Linked DNA regions of Mus musculus: region 1 is linked to region 2. The links are chromatin contacts, called in public Micro-C maps. All regions are on one chromosome and are shown on one strand. The core of a region is the stretch at or near the end of the contact, and the rest is flanking DNA. Distances in the headings are between cores, read along the strand shown. Region 1 holds the start of Phf21a (PHD finger protein 21A). Region 2 holds the start of Mdk (midkine).

Region 1 (7,654 bases), core at 511-3,010, 250 kb after region 2:
AGGAAGGCTAACACTACGTTAAGTCCAGCGTGCAGCTCAGAACAGAGATCACTGTCCAGATGGGATTTTTTTTTTTAAGAGCTAAGATTTTTTTTTTTTTTTTACTTTTAAAAAAAATTGTGGTTGGGGGTTATTTTATAACCCAACAATTCACCCGTGCAAGAGCATTAAGCTTCAAGTTGAAAACTATCGATTTAATAATTTAAATGAACCTCCTCAATGATTAAAAAAAAAAAAAAAAGGCCCTCCCCGCTCAGCCAAGAAATCTCTGAAAACAAGAATTCTTCTGATGTCGTCCCCCCCAACCCCCGCCCCTGCAGTTCTCCATGTTACAGTCCTTGGAGGTGGACTAGGCATAAAATACTTTCACTAATAAAATATGACAAACCGCCGGATTATACGTGGCCGATTCCCAGTGATTGCCCTGCTACACAAAGCAGAAAAGTAAATGCCATCATCCCCCTTAGAACAAAAGAACTTAGGAATAAAAAACATGGAGAGGGGGGCAGAAAGCAGCAATAAATAAAGGTGAGCGAAGGACCCCGTCCCCCGCCCCTCCCCGGAGCTAGAGTGGGACTCGGCACGGCTAATAAAGTGGTTCAAGGGTAGTTATTTGCAAAGGGGGCGGGGTGGCCGGGGATTGCATGTTGCATTCGACTTGAGCTTGCATCTTCTCCTGTTGCCTGGACCACTCGCTCCCCCATTGCAGTGCTTCCTCCTCGCTCCTGCCTCCTTTCCACCCCCACCCCTGCAAACTGCTGTTGCACTGGAGGGAGTTGGGGTTGCTCGGGAGCCCCCCAGCAGCTCTCAACGGCGGGAGGGGACCGGGGCTCGGGCCTGGCCGGGGCTGCGACGCGGCGGCGGGCCGGGAGTTTGGCGGCCGCTCGGCCCCAGCGCCGCCGCCGCCGCTGCACCGGAGTTTGGCTGCTGCTGCCCTACTTCACTCTAGTTTAGTTTCACTCACTTTACATCCGGGTTTTTTCCCTAGGCAATGGGTGCCGCAGCACACCCCGTTCCTTAGGCAAAGTGAAATAAATTCGCCGCACCGACACGTCAAGTAGTCCGCCCGCCCGAGCGCCGCCGCGGGCCCCCGCCGCCGCCCCGTGCCCCCGTGGGGGTCCCCGGCGCCTCCCGCGAGCGACGGGCTCGCACGCAGGGGCGCGGGGCGGCCCGGGACCGTCGCGGTCCAGCTCCGCCCGGCCCCCCGCCCGCCCGCCCGCTCTTCCCTCGTCCCCGCTTCCCCAGCTCCAGTCCCTCTCGCCCGGCTCTCGGGAGCGGCGGGGGCGCGCACGGCGGCGGCGGCGGGCCGGCGGGGCCGCGCGGCGGGCTCCCGCGCGGGCGAGTGTGTCTGGGCCTGGGCGGAGGGATCCCCGGGCTGAGGCGGCGGAGGTGCTGCGGCCCGGGGCCGGGTGGTGAATGGGCTGGTGGTGCTCGCTGCTGCTGCTGAGAGGAGGAGGAGGAGGATGAAGAGTTGGGCTTGTTTGTCTCCCACAGTTTCTCTCCTGCTGCTCTGATTCCTCCCTCCCCATTCCGGCCCGGGGCCTGTGTGTGTCTCTCCTGGAGGAGGAGGAGGCTCCAGTTCCTCCCCCCCACCCCCTCCTCCCCACCCCCCCTTGCCTGGGGAAGAGGAGGAAAGAAACAGCCCAGAGAGAGAGAGAGAGAGAGAGAGAGAGAAAGAGAGAGAGTGTGAGTGAGTGAGAGAGAGGAGAGGAGGAGGAGGAGGGAGAAGGGAACAACCTACCATCTTAACACACTAATATCTAAAAAGTGCGAGAGGCCCAGAGCAGCAGCAGCAGAAGCAGCAGCGGCAGCTCCAGCCTCTTCCCTCCCTCCCCATGAAGAAGAGTTCCCTCCTCCTCCTCCTCCTGCTTCTCCTGCTCAGAGTTCCTGCCTCCAGCTGCCAGGGGGGACAGCCAGCCAGCAGCAGGAGGGTGCAGTATCCCAGCTTTTTCCATTCTCTCTTTTCCTCACTCTCTCTCTCTCTCTCTCTCTCTCTCTTTTTTTCTTGAGTAGCTCTATTTCTCCTCCCTCCCCCTTCCCCCCCTCCCTCTCTCCCTCTGTCTTGTCTCTGGTGTTTGTCTCTGGGAAGGAGCAGGGGCTGCTTGCTTGGAGTTTGTTGTGGGGGGGAGGTAGGGGGAGGGGAGGGGTGTGTGGGAGGGAGGAGGGAAAGGGGGTGTTCTTGTCAGGACCCCTCAGTCAACTTGAGATTTCAGCAATAACTTCCCCTTCGGGGCGCCCCCCTGCGTGCCCTTTTCCTATTCCTCTCCCCCCCCCCTCCAGGAAAAAAAAAAAGACAATGGGAATACCTCGTCTCCCCCCTTCCTCCCCTCTGCCCTCCACCCCTCCCTAGGATAGATTGGAAGTAAGTTTATGAGCAGCCTCGGGAGCCTGGGCGCTGAGTACAGGGCCAGAGCGGGTGACAGGGGCGGCGCGTCGGGGGTGGCGGCGAGGGGGCGACACAGAGTCCCCGTGGGGGGTCGGGCTGGGGGGCCGCAGGGGCGGGGGGCGCGGGCCGAGGCCGCCCCCCGCGAGTGCCTGCGGCCAGGGGATGGCCGCCTGGGCCCCTTCCCCACCCCCACCCCCTGGGATGCTGTCGGGGGGAAGTTTTTATTATGGTTATTTAATTTTAAAAAATATTTTTTTGGGAAAACCATCTTGTTTGGTGACTGAGAGATCTGGTTTAAAAAAAAAAAAAAAAAGCTGCGGCTGCTGACGCTGCCGGGCCCGAGTGTGTGTGAGTGAGTGTGTGTTGGTGCATTTGTCTTGGGTGGCCGGAGCAGCGTTGGGGAAATTCCGCTTATTCTTCTTCTTCTGCAACTTGTTATTCCGAGGAGTCCGCCTGCACCCCTCACCCTGGGGCGGCCCTCCCGCCGTCGCCGCCGGCCGGCCGCCCCGGGACCCCGCGCGGGCCGGGGACTCGCAGGCCCCTCAGAGAGGGGCCGCGGCCGCCCCTCCCCCCCGGGCCGCGGGGGGAGGGGCGCGCGGAGTGGGACTCTTTCCGTTTGGTCCAGCCCCGCGGTGCACGCAGTTCCCAACACTTCTCGTCATCCTCTCTCTGCTCTCTTTATTCTGCTGAGCGGTGCTGTTAGGATTTCTTTCTCTCTCTCTCTTCGCTCGCTCTCTTTTTTTTCCTACCTCCTCTTCCTCCCTTGACCACGCTCGCAATGGTGGGTAGCTGCAAGGTGGCCCTGGCAGGGGAGGGGTTTGATGTGGACACTGGGGCACCGGGCGAGAGAGGTCTCCTTTCAACTTTGTCTTGTGGCTTGCACCCCGGGAGGAGGCCACATGCCGATTGTGGGGTGTAGATGTGCCGGGAGTGATTTCTAAGTAGTTGAGTTGTTGAGATGAGGGTACGACGGCTAGTGGTAGACAGGTTTTGTTTTCGTGGGTGAATTCGGTGTCATCATATTCCGGTCATATGTTGAAATATTCTTTGTTTAGGTCTTGAAGTAGAGGATCTCCCTCTGCACGTCCACATTGTGTTGTTTTTAAATGATGTTTCCGGGAGTATGGATTTCTAGAATCACAAATGTGATTTTAAGGTCTCGGCATGTGTGGGCCTCAGCACTGGCCTTGACAGTGAACTTTATGGCTGTGTTTTTGGACTTCTAAGATTTTATCCCATGGCTGGGATGCTCGTTATGCTTTTTCTTAATGGTAGATAATCAGGAATGTAGAGTCTTGAGCTGAGGAAGTTAGAGAGGGAAGGGCATTTATTTATTAATAATTGATAGCTGAGTGTTAGAATCAGATTCATTTGGGCTGGTTGAAGGTTTTTGGTTGTTGTTTTTCCTCCCTTTTTTCTTTAAAGTTGTCCTGTACTCCAGGGAGCCTTTTGGCAGGCATTCTTTCTGGTGGCTCTTTGGGGGCACGGAGAGGGTGGGTATCACCTTTTAGAGAGGCCGTCACCATCATCTGTAGTTTTACTGAAGGCAGGCCTGCTCAGGAGGCTGATATTGAGGCTAAGAAGTGGAGGGCCACTTTTCAGAAAAGTATTTATGATGCTTGTTTACATTTCATGTTTGCTCACATTTGGGCAGTAGAAATAAATAGGTCAGCATTTCTATTGGTCTTTGAAGGTTAGCCCCCCCCCACCCCCTCAAAGTTTTACCATCTACTTGGTTTACAGCCTTGTAGGAAAGAATTACTGATTTTTCCCTGGGAATACTGTTACTTATTTTAATTTCGGTAAGTTCCTTGCTATTTTCTTCTGTCTTCACTTATATATGGAATCTGTTGTGAGCTTAACATTAGCTTACCGAGGGCCATTTTAAATGTCTAAGAATACATTTTAAAATCTCAGGGCATGTTTTAGTGGCAAAGAGGAATTTTTTGAATGTGGTAATGCTCATGTTTATTAAGAATTTCAGTACTCAGCACTTCATATGTGTACAGCTATCCTTGAGGGAAGGACGTAGCAACAGTGCAGGAAATCCTCACCACACACACATTTGACTAACATGTTCAAACTATTTCAGGGCTTTTCTCTTTCTTGAGACTTTTGATTTTGGAAACTCAATATGTACATTTTGACTGACATTGCTGGGTTGCCTATTATAGAAAGTTTTTTTTTTTTTCCTTATGTACTATTGGAGCCATTTTTAACTTAAGTTTTTGGACAGCTCACAAAGGTTTATGGTGGTCACACTTTGGACGCACGCAAATCCTTATGGAGCTGGAAGAATAATACATTGCGAAGACACCTGCCTGGGCCGTACCTTGTTGTAAAGGGATAAAAAGTGATGGATGGGACACCGTGTCCTTTGGTTTTCAATGGCCCACCCTTTTTCCTCTTCAATTATCTGGAAGGAGCTGCTTCAGAAACACTCTTCTGTTTACAAGAAGATCTCTAGCACTATCCAGCAGGAGGTGCTACAACAAGTTAAAGGGGATCACTTAATTTTGAGGGTCTTTTTGAAGTTCTCTTCTTATTGAAGTTCTCTTAGCTCAGCTAAGCAACAGGAGTAACGTTCCAGGAAGATTTTGAGTAAGTCTGTTTTAAAATACTATTAATAAGTCACCTTTGCTATTTGAAATCTGCTTTGTACCTGCCTATGCTACTGTGCAGAATAAGGTCATTGTGGATGCTGGGTTAGAAATAGGGTGCTGTTAGGATTATTTTCCTTCAAAGGAGAGCTAGTTTGGTATTGATAAGTGGAGTATTAAACATAATTTGAAAAAATTCTTTGAAGTTGCAATAAACAAAAATAAGTGGCATGATGTGAATGTACTAATAGAAATAAGGTACATCCTTGTAAACATAAAATAGAAATAAGGTAGACAGACATTTTTGGAAAAGGGGATATTGTTTGGGGCGGGGTTTCTTGGATCTTTCTTGCTCTCTCTGAATCTATGGACAATGGTTTTAATCTAGATGCCTTCGTAGGCTTTCAACTTTATCGATACACTTGCTATATTTCAGTTGACCCTCAAAGGCTGTGATTTTTGAATTACAAATGAAATTAAGTGGAGTGCTCTGCAATTCCAGTACTTGGCCCATAATCCTAGTAAGTTTAGGAAGGAGTACTCCGAGACTCAGTGGCAGTCTGGTCTATGCTGTAAGACCTTGTCTCAAGAAAAATAAACAAACTTGAAGGACAGTTATACCTGTTGGTATAAATCTTTGTTGGTGTGTCCATTAGCAACTTTTAATGATGACTGTATAAAGAGGGAAGTAGCTACTTTAACATTTTCATGGCATCTATAGTAGAGTCCTTTGAAATTCTCAGTGTTAGATGAATTGATTGTGAGTCAAGTAAACTGCTGTTATTGTTTGTAAAGTTTTGTGTCAAAGTTTTGAAAACTTAGAAACACATAGAATTTGGTAGACCTGCTTTTAATTTGTAGGTGTAGTATTGTGGATTTTTGTTTTTGTTTTTGTTTTTTTTTTTCCCAGTAATATCGTATTAGGCAGTACTTGTGAAATTTCTTTGTGAATTGCCAGACACCATGTAAACGTTGTTGATGAGATATATAACAAATTAAAACATGAACCAAGTTTTGCTTTAAAATGCTAAGTTCTTCCAAATCAGTTAGGAAAGGAATGCATTAAAAGTGCATGCCGAACACTAAGAATTTTTAAATACTGTCCTGGCTACCTTAAATCTCTTTGTTACAGTTTTGAAGCTTTTGTTAAGGAAAAAAAATGCTGCTAAACAGTTTTCCGTAATTAAAAAATTTTTTTTGCTTTTGAAGATAGTGAAGTATATGCCCCCTATTAAAAGTTGTCTTCCTTTCTTTCTTGTTTGGTAGCAGTTGACTTTAGTGAATGTTTAAGTTTCTGGACTCTTCTGTACACTTGTATTAATACACAGAGTAACAGATGTCCCTGCTAACATTTTGATTGATGCTGCTAACTTTTTGATGAAGGCTCATTGACAAAAGCTTACTAGTTGGTTTCATAGTGAAATGTATGTTGTTATACGTTCACGTTAGACAAATATATGCATTAGTTTTGTTTTCTCCTTTTAGAAGGTTACGTGAGGAAATGACCACTCAGTTCTAGAGGCTTAAATAGTGTGTGTGTGTGTGTGTGTGAGAGAGAGAGAGAGAGAGAGAGAGAGAGAGAGAGAGAGAGAGAGAGGGAGAGAGAGAGACAGAGACAGACAGACACTCAGAGCATGTGAACATGCAGTTTTCTTGAGAAACTGCTTACAGATTTTGAATGGTAAACTTAATAAGTTAAACAGAGTTAATTGGCAATCCTTGTGTTTAGGAGTATAGTATTGTGAATTTTATAAATGACTGTTCTTCGTGAAATAGCTCGAAGTTAGAAAGTAAATATAGAAACTTACTCTTAGGAAGGCAAGAAAAGCATTAAGCTGTTTAGATAAGAGGGAAACATCTCACAATGATGGTCACCTTTGATGCCATAGTGAATGCTGAGCTTATTTATTTATTTGGTGAAGAAGTACTGAAGTTAAGGCTACATCAATATGTTTTTAATTTTTTTTTTGTACTTAGTATTTTATTGCTGAAGGCTTTTATGTTTAGTTACCATTCAGAAGGAAAATGGCAGAGAGTAAGTTTAGGTCTCTGGCCTTCCCTAGAATTCCTTTATGTGTCTGTTTAGATAGAGGAAGCATCTGAGTTTTCCAATGTTTTGTGCTGGGTTTATGCTGACTTCTCTGGCGCTGTTGCCTGTGGATTTACATGTGGGCCTAGGCTGTCTTTAGAAGCATTCAATATGTTTTGATCACATTAACCTTACCAGGTGTGTATTTTTGGTGCTTTGCAATTTATTTTTAAGTGGTGGTGTGTTAATATGACATTAGACTTACTATAGACTGTTCTCTCTCTTTTTCTTTGATTTTTGAGTCTACCCCCACCCCCATGAGCTTCAGGCTGAATTCAGGGCTTTGCTTTTACTAGGCAAGTAAGTACTCTACTACTGAGCTAAGTCCCCAAACCCAATTATTTCTTTTTAAGAATAATTGTTATTATTTTATGTGTATGTGTGAGCGGCTACATGTATGTCTGTGTACCATGTGCATGCCTAGTGCTGAGGAGGCCCTAACAGGTGTCAGGTCCTTTGGTGCTAGAGTTATCAGCATGTATGTGAGCTGCCATGTGGGTACTAAGATATGAACCTAGATACTCAGTAAGTACAGCAGTGCTCTTACCACTGGGCCATCCTCCCCCTCCACGCCCCCCG
Region 2 (7,663 bases), core at 2,990-5,489:
CATCAGCTTTGACCGCTATTTCTGCGTCACCAAGCCCCTCACCTATCCAGCCCGCCGCACTACTAAGATGGCAGGCCTCATGATTGCAGCCGCCTGGGTCTTGTCCTTTGTACTCTGGGCCCCTGCCATCTTGTTCTGGCAGTTTGTGGTGGGCAAGAGGACAGTGCCTGATAACCAGTGCTTCATCCAGTTCTTGTCCAACCCGGCGGTGACCTTCGGCACAGCCATTGCTGCCTTCTACCTGCCTGTGGTCATCATGACGGTGCTGTATATTCATATCTCGCTGGCCAGCCGCAGCCGTGTTCACAAGCATCGACCCGAGGGCCCCAAGGAGAAGAAGGCCAAGACTCTGGCTTTCCTCAAGAGCCCTCTGATGAAGCCGAGCATTAAGAAACCTCCACCAGGGGGCGCTTCTCGAGAGGAACTGCGCAACGGGAAGCTAGAAGAGGCTCCTCCGCCAGCCCTGCCCCCGCCTCCACGCCCAGTGGCTGACAAGGACACTTCCAATGAGTCCAGCTCAGGCAGTGCCACCCAGAACACCAAGGAACGGCCACCCACAGAGCTGTCCACCACAGAGGCCGCCACCACACCAGCGCTGCCCGCTCCTACCCTGCAGCCACGAACCCTCAACCCAGCCTCCAAGTGGTCCAAGATCCAAATTGTGACAAAGCAGACAGGCAGTGAATGTGTGACTGCCATCGAGATCGTACCTGCCACGCCAGCTGGTATGCGCCCAGCAGCCAATGTGGCCCGAAAGTTTGCCAGCATCGCTCGTAACCAGGTGCGCAAGAAGCGGCAGATGGCGGCCCGGGAGCGCAAAGTGACTCGGACAATCTTTGCCATTCTGCTGGCCTTCATCCTCACCTGGACACCCTACAATGTCATGGTCCTGGTGAACACCTTTTGCCAGAGCTGTATCCCCGAAAGGGTGTGGTCCATCGGCTACTGGCTCTGCTACGTCAACAGCACGATCAACCCTGCCTGCTATGCACTCTGCAATGCCACTTTCAAAAAGACCTTCCGGCACCTTTTGCTGTGCCAGTATCGGAACATCGGCACAGCCAGGTAGACGGGCAGGTGCCTTAGGAGGTGCTGGTGTCAAGAGTGTGTACCGGGGAACCACATGGCTCACCGGCTGTGGAGGAGAGAGTAGGCGGCCCCACTCTGAGTTCGCATCTGCTGAAGAGAACAGGTCTCCCAGACACCGTGAGGTACAAGAGGCTCTTCGCTGGGATGGGAGAGCAGATCTCTACTGAAGCCTAGGAGGCTCGGCCCAGGGACGGTCTGAACTGGCACCACCTGGCCCATATCTTTTACCTTGCCTCAGGAAGATGGGGGACGATGGCTGGAGTGGGCAGTGGCTCTATCAAGGCCAACCATCGGTGGAGGTGGATGAATAGAGCAGAACTTGGGAGCATCTTGAGAGGAGCAAAAGGAGCCAGGCTTGCAAGGGTGGGGTCCCCCGTTATGCTGTAATCGGTGCTTTCCGCCTTCCTGCGCCCTCCTCTCCCTTGCATGTAGGCTCAGCCCTTCCCCTGCCCCCAAGTCCCACTCCAAGGTGAGGGACTTCCCTGCCACTGTTGCTCAGCCAGGCTCTGGATGGGAAGCCAAGCCCTTTGGCACTCCCCTGGCCAGCAGTCATCTGGACAGGGCAACTGGGAGGCCATGCTAAGCCGAGATACAGACTCCAGGGGACTGAATCAATTAATGGTGGATCTTATTGTCAAATTGTCAAGAACCCCCCCCCCCAGGTCACACATCAAATGAACAGCAGTGGGCAGTGTTCCTCTCTACCTCTGAGCGGAGGGAGGTATGGGTCCAAGGAGGGAAAGGTGATGGTGGGGAACTTGGTGATCCATACAGCCCACAGTGGCGAATGACACAAGCAAGCACCCTCATGGATCCCCAATGAGAAAATTCCAGACTTGCAGTAGCCTGGACCAGAAACTCTTGATGAGCTGGGACAGAGTTCAAGTGAGTCACCTAGGTCCCCTTCCCTAACCCCAGCCCTGTGGGTCCCTGGGAGACTTTTTTTTTTTTTTTTTTTTTTTTTGTAAATGTTCTGCTCTTTTTCCACGAGCTGTAGGGAGCACTTCCTTCATAGCCCTCAGCTCCCCTCAGTCCATCTTTCCCCATCTTCCCACCTCCGACAGAGCTCCATGGCAAACTGGGAAGGGGCTTTTATATATTAAAAAAGAAGCTTTTATTGGAAAAAAGTGAGTTTATTTTATTCATTTCTTAATAACAAGTATCAGGGTGGGGAGAACAAAAGAGGGTATGGGGAGGCTCACTTTCCAGAATCTCTTGTCCCTCCCCACTTTGGGCACTTGGTGTGGGCGTGAGAGGACAGGCGTGATTGACAGAGCTGACAGGAAGACAAAAGGCACTGGTGGGTTATATCTTGGGCCTGTGGGAGAGGAGGGCTCCGTTCAGGCTCCAGGCGAGGCCGGAGGCTCTCTGGCCTCCTGACTTAGTCCTTTCCTTTTCCTTTCTTGGCTGGAAAACAATAACGGAGATGCATTAGTGCGGTGGGTGACCTAGCTCGGACTCACCAGACAACGCAGACATGTCCATCAAGGAGAGAAAATCCTGCCCCCTAGTGGTGACTGACCAGTTCACCTGGAAGTGGTGGGAAAGGGCAGCCATGTGATATGAAACCTTTCTTTATTCGTTCAACTTTTTAACCCTCGCGCCCCCCCCCCCCCTTTAAAGACAGACTCTCAAGTCTCTCAGTCTGTAACCTTGAACTCAAGGCAGTGTTACTGCCTCAGTCCTGAAGTGCCGCTTTTTACAGGCACGAGCTACCAAGCCTGACTTTCAACTTTCTATTTTCATCTAGGATCAGAGTACTCCAAGTTCCTCACCGGGGAAATGGGCAGAGTCACCTCTGCCCTGCTGGCCTCAATAGCTGTTGGGAGTCAGGTAGCAGCATGTACCTTTGGGACAGCCTTTCCATAGTTTTAAGCGCAGAGTTAACTCCTCCCTGATCCCACCCCACCTTCCTCAGTTGACAAAGACAAGCCTTTCCCAGGAACCCAGGTCGGATGATCCAACAGAAAGAGTAGTTCCTACTTGGGCAGAGGGTTTAGCATCTCCTGAGAGTGGCCCTCAAGTGCCTGCCCATTCCTAACTTTAAGACTGCTCTGCAGAGACAGAGCATGGAGTAGCCTGGCCCACAACCCCACCATATTCGCTGACCTTTGGTCTTTGACTTGGTCTTGGAGGTGCAGGGCTTAGTCACGCGGATGGTCTCCTGGCACTGGGCATTGTACCGCGCCTTCTTCAGGGTCCCTTGGCGGGCTTTGGTGCCAGTGCTCCCATCACACGCCCCCCAGCTCTCAAACTTGTATTTGCAGTCGGCTGATGGGAGAGTGGCCCCACGGTGAGAGACAGGAGGGTTGTGGATGTCCTCCCTGCCTCCGGTTTATAAGGACATACCCTCTGGCTTCCCGCCCTCCTCCCGCGCGCCACCTCACCTCCAAATTCCTTCTTCCAGTTGCAGGGCACCTTGCAATGGACGCGCTGGGTCTGGGCCCCACAGGTACCCTCGCGGAAGCCCATGCCGCAGTCCTTGCTGCTGGGGGTGCAGGGCCCCCAGGTCCACTCCGAACACTCGCTGCCCTTCTTCACCTTCTCTACAGGGCGCAAGGAACAAAGTTAAGGACATGGCGTGCCGGACCAGCACTTGGTCACACGGCCTGCCTCACCTGCCCACCCCAGCTTTTACTCCTGAGCCCATCCTATCCCATCACCTTTTTTTTTGGCCACCGCGGACGTGACCACCAAGAGGGCAAGAAGGGCGAGAAGGAAGAAGCCTCGGTGCTGCATCCTAGGGGTAAAACCTGGGTTAGAGTTTCTCGCCTAGTCTCTTCTCCGCTAGGAACCGCGGGAAGGACCTCCCACCCTTGACTGACTTGTCCCACTTTCCAGGCCCAAAACGTCGGACCGACAAGGGGGAGACGGAGGGAGGACTTGGAACCGATGTCTCAGCGTACCCCCACCCCCACCTCAGCCCCCTTGGTGGCAGAGCAGCCGCCTGAAGGGACTGGGGCCACAGCCACTGCGTGCGCTCACTCGCTCACTGCTCGATGCTTCGCTCCCTCCCGCTCCGGCCTGTCCCGCTAAGGCCGCTAAGGCCCCTTTTGTCTCCAGAACCGGTCTGAGCCGGTCACATGGGCCCCCGCCCCTCCCCCCATCCCGTGGAAGGACCCGCCCCCTCCCCCCAAACCCGCACCTCCCCAGACCCCCCTAGTCCCCGCCTCCACTCCCGCCCCTCGCCGAGCCGGGACTCCCGCGTCTGTGCCTCTCACCTCTGATCTCTGGGTCTCTGGTCCTGGAGTTCGGTTTTACCAGTGCGCTTCTGGCTCAGGTCCCCTCGTAGCAGGCCCAGCTCTCTATCCCCTCCCCTTCCCCTGGTCTAGGCCTGTCTATACTTTTCCCTCTCGCAGCCTGTCAGCTCTCAGGTCACCACTTCGCTTGCCCACCGCGGGCCCCGGGAGTATGTCCTGGTGTCACAGGCTCGGGGCGGCCACCGCACCCGCGAACCTTCCCTTCGAGGCCCGGCTCACCTCCGGCTTGGTTTTTTTTTTTTTTTTTTTTTTTTAATCAGTTCACTCAGAGTGCAAGAAGGGTCTCTGATGTGGCAGGGAGCTGGGTACCTGGGACCTCAGATGGCTCCGGGTGAGCAAGGCTCGAGAGCCTTTTTCTAGTGCAGGTTTGGGGGAGGAGGAGGAGGGAAGGGCGTTGGGGGGGATGGGGAAGCACATAGAAATGAGTTTGGTAAATCTTGTCGCTGACAAGAGCTGTCTGAGAAGTTCCAGACCGGGCTTCCCCCGGAGGTGATAACCGCCCACCCCTGACCCTGGGGCCTCAGGCTCACCTCAAGCAGATCCCCCCCCCCCCCCCCAGTACAAGCCAGGGGGAGGGGACTGCTCCAGGGCACAGGGCCAAAAGACCAAAGAACCCAAGCCTGGCCCCCGCCCCACCTCTTTTACTTTCATTGTTATCATCCCTGCAGGAGCGGGAAAATCAGCTCCGCCCCAGGCGCTGTGAGCCTAAGGCCCTAGGCAGAGGTCAGGATCGGGGCAGACCCATCTCCCGAAGTGATCTGAGATGTTGGTGGCCATTTCCCCGACCCCAAGGATTACCCAGCACACACCATTGCTCATGTGAGTCCCCCACAACAAGAAAAAAAGAAAACAAGAAAGGAAAAAAAATTCACTTTACTGAGTCACACCCAGCTGTAAACAAGTCACCGTGGGAGCCCCACCCCCCACCCCAGGCCATACAGTCCGAAATGAAATGGCTGGATACATGAGGAGGAAGACCAGGGTAGGTGCCAAGCAGGGCAGCGGGCAAGTGAATACAGCAGGCTCTTGAGTTTCTGGGATGCCCAGGGTGGGTGGATCAGAGAGGAGGGTTAGGTACCCAGAACCCTCCAGAGAGCCCAAAGGATCAGGTGGCTTTTGAAAGTCCTGCTGAGTGCAGGCCTCCCTGACATCGATGCTGAGCTCTGTCCAGCCCTTCCATCTGCTGTGGTGAGCTGGAGGCTGCCCTGAAGGGAGGGAACCAGCCAGCCCAGCCTGTTTCCTGTTCCCCATGAAACCAGGGACAGGTGAGAGTCCAGCTCCTTAGAGTCCAGCCCTAGATCTGAACAGCTTCTCAGGGGGTGGCACGGGGCTCCTTCCCTGTGGCAGGGTCCCCCCATAGCCATCTGACAGGAATGTGGCAGTGAGATGGGCAAGGAGAGTCCTCTGGTAGTGTCCCTTGTTGATCCATGGTCCCCTTAACTACACAGCTGTCTCCTGGTCCTCACGCTGGATCATCTGGTAATGCTGTCTGTTCTCCAGGTAGGCAGCGAGCTCTGTGTCTTGAGCCTTCTCAGCGCGCTGCCGGGGAGTGTCGCCCTGGAAAAGGGTGGAAGGGCCCCCAAGGCCTTAGGAAAGGGCAGGGGTTCTTCTACGGAGCCAGAGGGGGAGGGTATCCTCAGAGGTCACAAGCTTTCCCCCTGCTGGCTCAGGTTTCTCAGGGCCTGGACTGTGTTGGCTCAGAAGAGCTTGAAATTCCCTAGCCCTGCCCCCAAGTCTGGGAAAGGGTGAGTTTGTGCTCTGCCAGGCAACTCACCTGCAGATCTGTCTTCATGAGGGAGGCCCCGGCTTCCACAATGTAGTGGCAGATGGTGCGCTGACCCAGGGCGGCTGCCTGGTGTAGACAGGTCTCCCCACTGGGGAACAGGGGCTGGTTGTAGACACTTGCAGTTCTCTAGGCCTGCCCAGCAGTCTCCCAACAGCCATTAGAAAGGGCAGGAGTTTGGCAAGAGGGGGAAGGGTGCTCAGTGCTAGCCACAAAGGGTTCTTGGGCTCTGGGTGACCAAATGGTTAGACCTGAAGGAAGGTGGTTTTCTGGTGAACCAGGGGCCTGTGTCTCAGATACTCACTTCTCCTCCACAGCATCAAGGATCTCTGGAGGTGCTGCAGATAAAAGGAAAGGGGATGCTAAGAGCCTGGCTCCCCCTTTCTCCCTCCCAGCCCCAGCAACGCAGCTTACCATGATCCAGCAGATAGCGGACCACTTCCTTACTGCCAGTGCTGACCGCGTGGTGCAAGAGCGTGCGGCTCTTCTGGTCACGGTGCATGAGGTCACCTCCTGCTCGGTGTAGCTCCTGGAGCTAAGGGCAGTGGGCAGGGTAGAGCAGGGCTGGATCACCCACCCTTCACAGGCATGGACCCAGGCACAGGCTCACTTAAGTTACTCCTTAGGCACTTCTGAGGCTTTGGTTTTTTGGTCTTTTTCTGTAGTCTTGACTGTCCTCAACTAGGTAGACAAGGTTAGCCTCAAACTCACAGGGACCCTACTGCTTCTGCCTCCTAAGTGCTGGATTAAACGTGTGCGCCCCCACACCTGGCTTCTGAGGGTGTTTTTGGAGTCATTAGAGGCATAAGTCTTGTCATCCTATGAATGAGGGACTCCCCCAAATGCACAGCCAACCAAGCCAGAGAGCCCATAGTTCCTTTAAGACCGACCCCCTTCCAAGTACAAGGGACAGGGGACAGGCAAACTGTATTAAGTAGTCCCTAGTCGGAAGCCACCTAGACAGGGCAGCACCATAGAGGACCAGCTGATGACAGATGACAAGGGCCCAATCCCTCCCTGGGTGAGGGCCTCCAGAGGCAAGGCCAAGCTTTGACTAGTAGTACCTTGCAGCAGTCATTCCTCTTGGCTGCTTCAATCAGTTCTTCACCTGCACAGAAGAGCTGCCCATCAACCCTGAGGTCAGAGGCTGAACATGGGTTGATGTGTGAACAATGTGGGGCGTGTATGTCAAAGGCTGGGCTTGTGCAGGAAAGCGATCCCACGGGACTCAATGGCTATGCGTGTGAGCTATAGTGAACCCTGACCCCCCACTGAGCCTCCCACATATGACCAGGGAAAGCAGCAGGGCTTTAGGGGAAGAGGCCTCACCTTGGGGCAGTGCAGTGTCCCCCTGCATTGACCTGTGAACAGAACAGGGTGAGATGTGACCCAGCTCAGCTCAGCTGGCCTCCTTCCCTGGTACCAACCATGGTGGCCTTCATTTTTTCCAGAGTACTGAATGCCTACTGTGTATCACACACTGTAGGGTACAAGTAGGGAGCGAGCAGACAGATGGAGACCCTGGCCTCAT

Evidence for each region. Hi-C and Micro-C count contacts between places; a contact is called where the count stands out from the background.
Region 1: a Micro-C map of embryonic stem cells shows a contact between it and region 2, with 3 times the contacts expected there. The contact joins the promoter of Phf21a here to the promoter of Mdk in region 2. A contact is called at or near these places in 6 of 39 promoter capture datasets (cranial neural crest, hippocampal neurons, liver and 3 more), 11 of 484 Hi-C or Micro-C datasets (cerebellar granule neurons, cortical neurons, embryonic stem cells and 3 more), 4 of 115 datasets of contacts at active chromatin or transcription factors (bone marrow-derived macrophages, embryonic forebrain, memory CD8 T cells and 1 more) and 4 of 9 other capture datasets (adipose tissue, liver, macrophages and 1 more).

What each region holds. Positions count from the first base shown.
Region 1 is chr2:92,182,422-92,190,075 of GRCm38.p6, forward strand. Phf21a (PHD finger protein 21A) reads left to right here and starts at 1,761. Exons shown (of 19, transcript NM_001362829.1): 1 at 1,761-1,931.
Region 2 is chr2:91,927,620-91,935,282 of GRCm38.p6, forward strand. It overlaps Mdk (midkine), which reads right to left and starts at 4,240. Exons shown (of 5, transcript NM_001012336.2): 1 at 4,075-4,240; 2 at 3,753-3,829; 3 at 3,477-3,635; 4 at 3,199-3,360; 5 at 2,186-2,496. The coding sequence starts at 3,828. The coding sequence ends at 2,471. It overlaps Dgkz (diacylglycerol kinase zeta), which reads right to left. Exons shown (of 32, transcript NM_001166597.1): 27 at 7,462-7,493; 28 at 7,197-7,240; 29 at 6,547-6,667; 30 at 6,437-6,470; 31 at 6,124-6,223; 32 at 5,208-5,906. The coding sequence ends at 5,790. It overlaps Gm39876 (a long non-coding RNA gene), which reads left to right and starts at 4,598. Exons shown (of 2, transcript XR_866530.3): 1 at 4,598-4,680; 2 at 5,018-6,897. Chrm4 (cholinergic receptor, muscarinic 4) reads left to right here. Exons shown (of 2, transcript NM_007699.2): 2 at 1-2,210. The coding sequence ends at 1,069.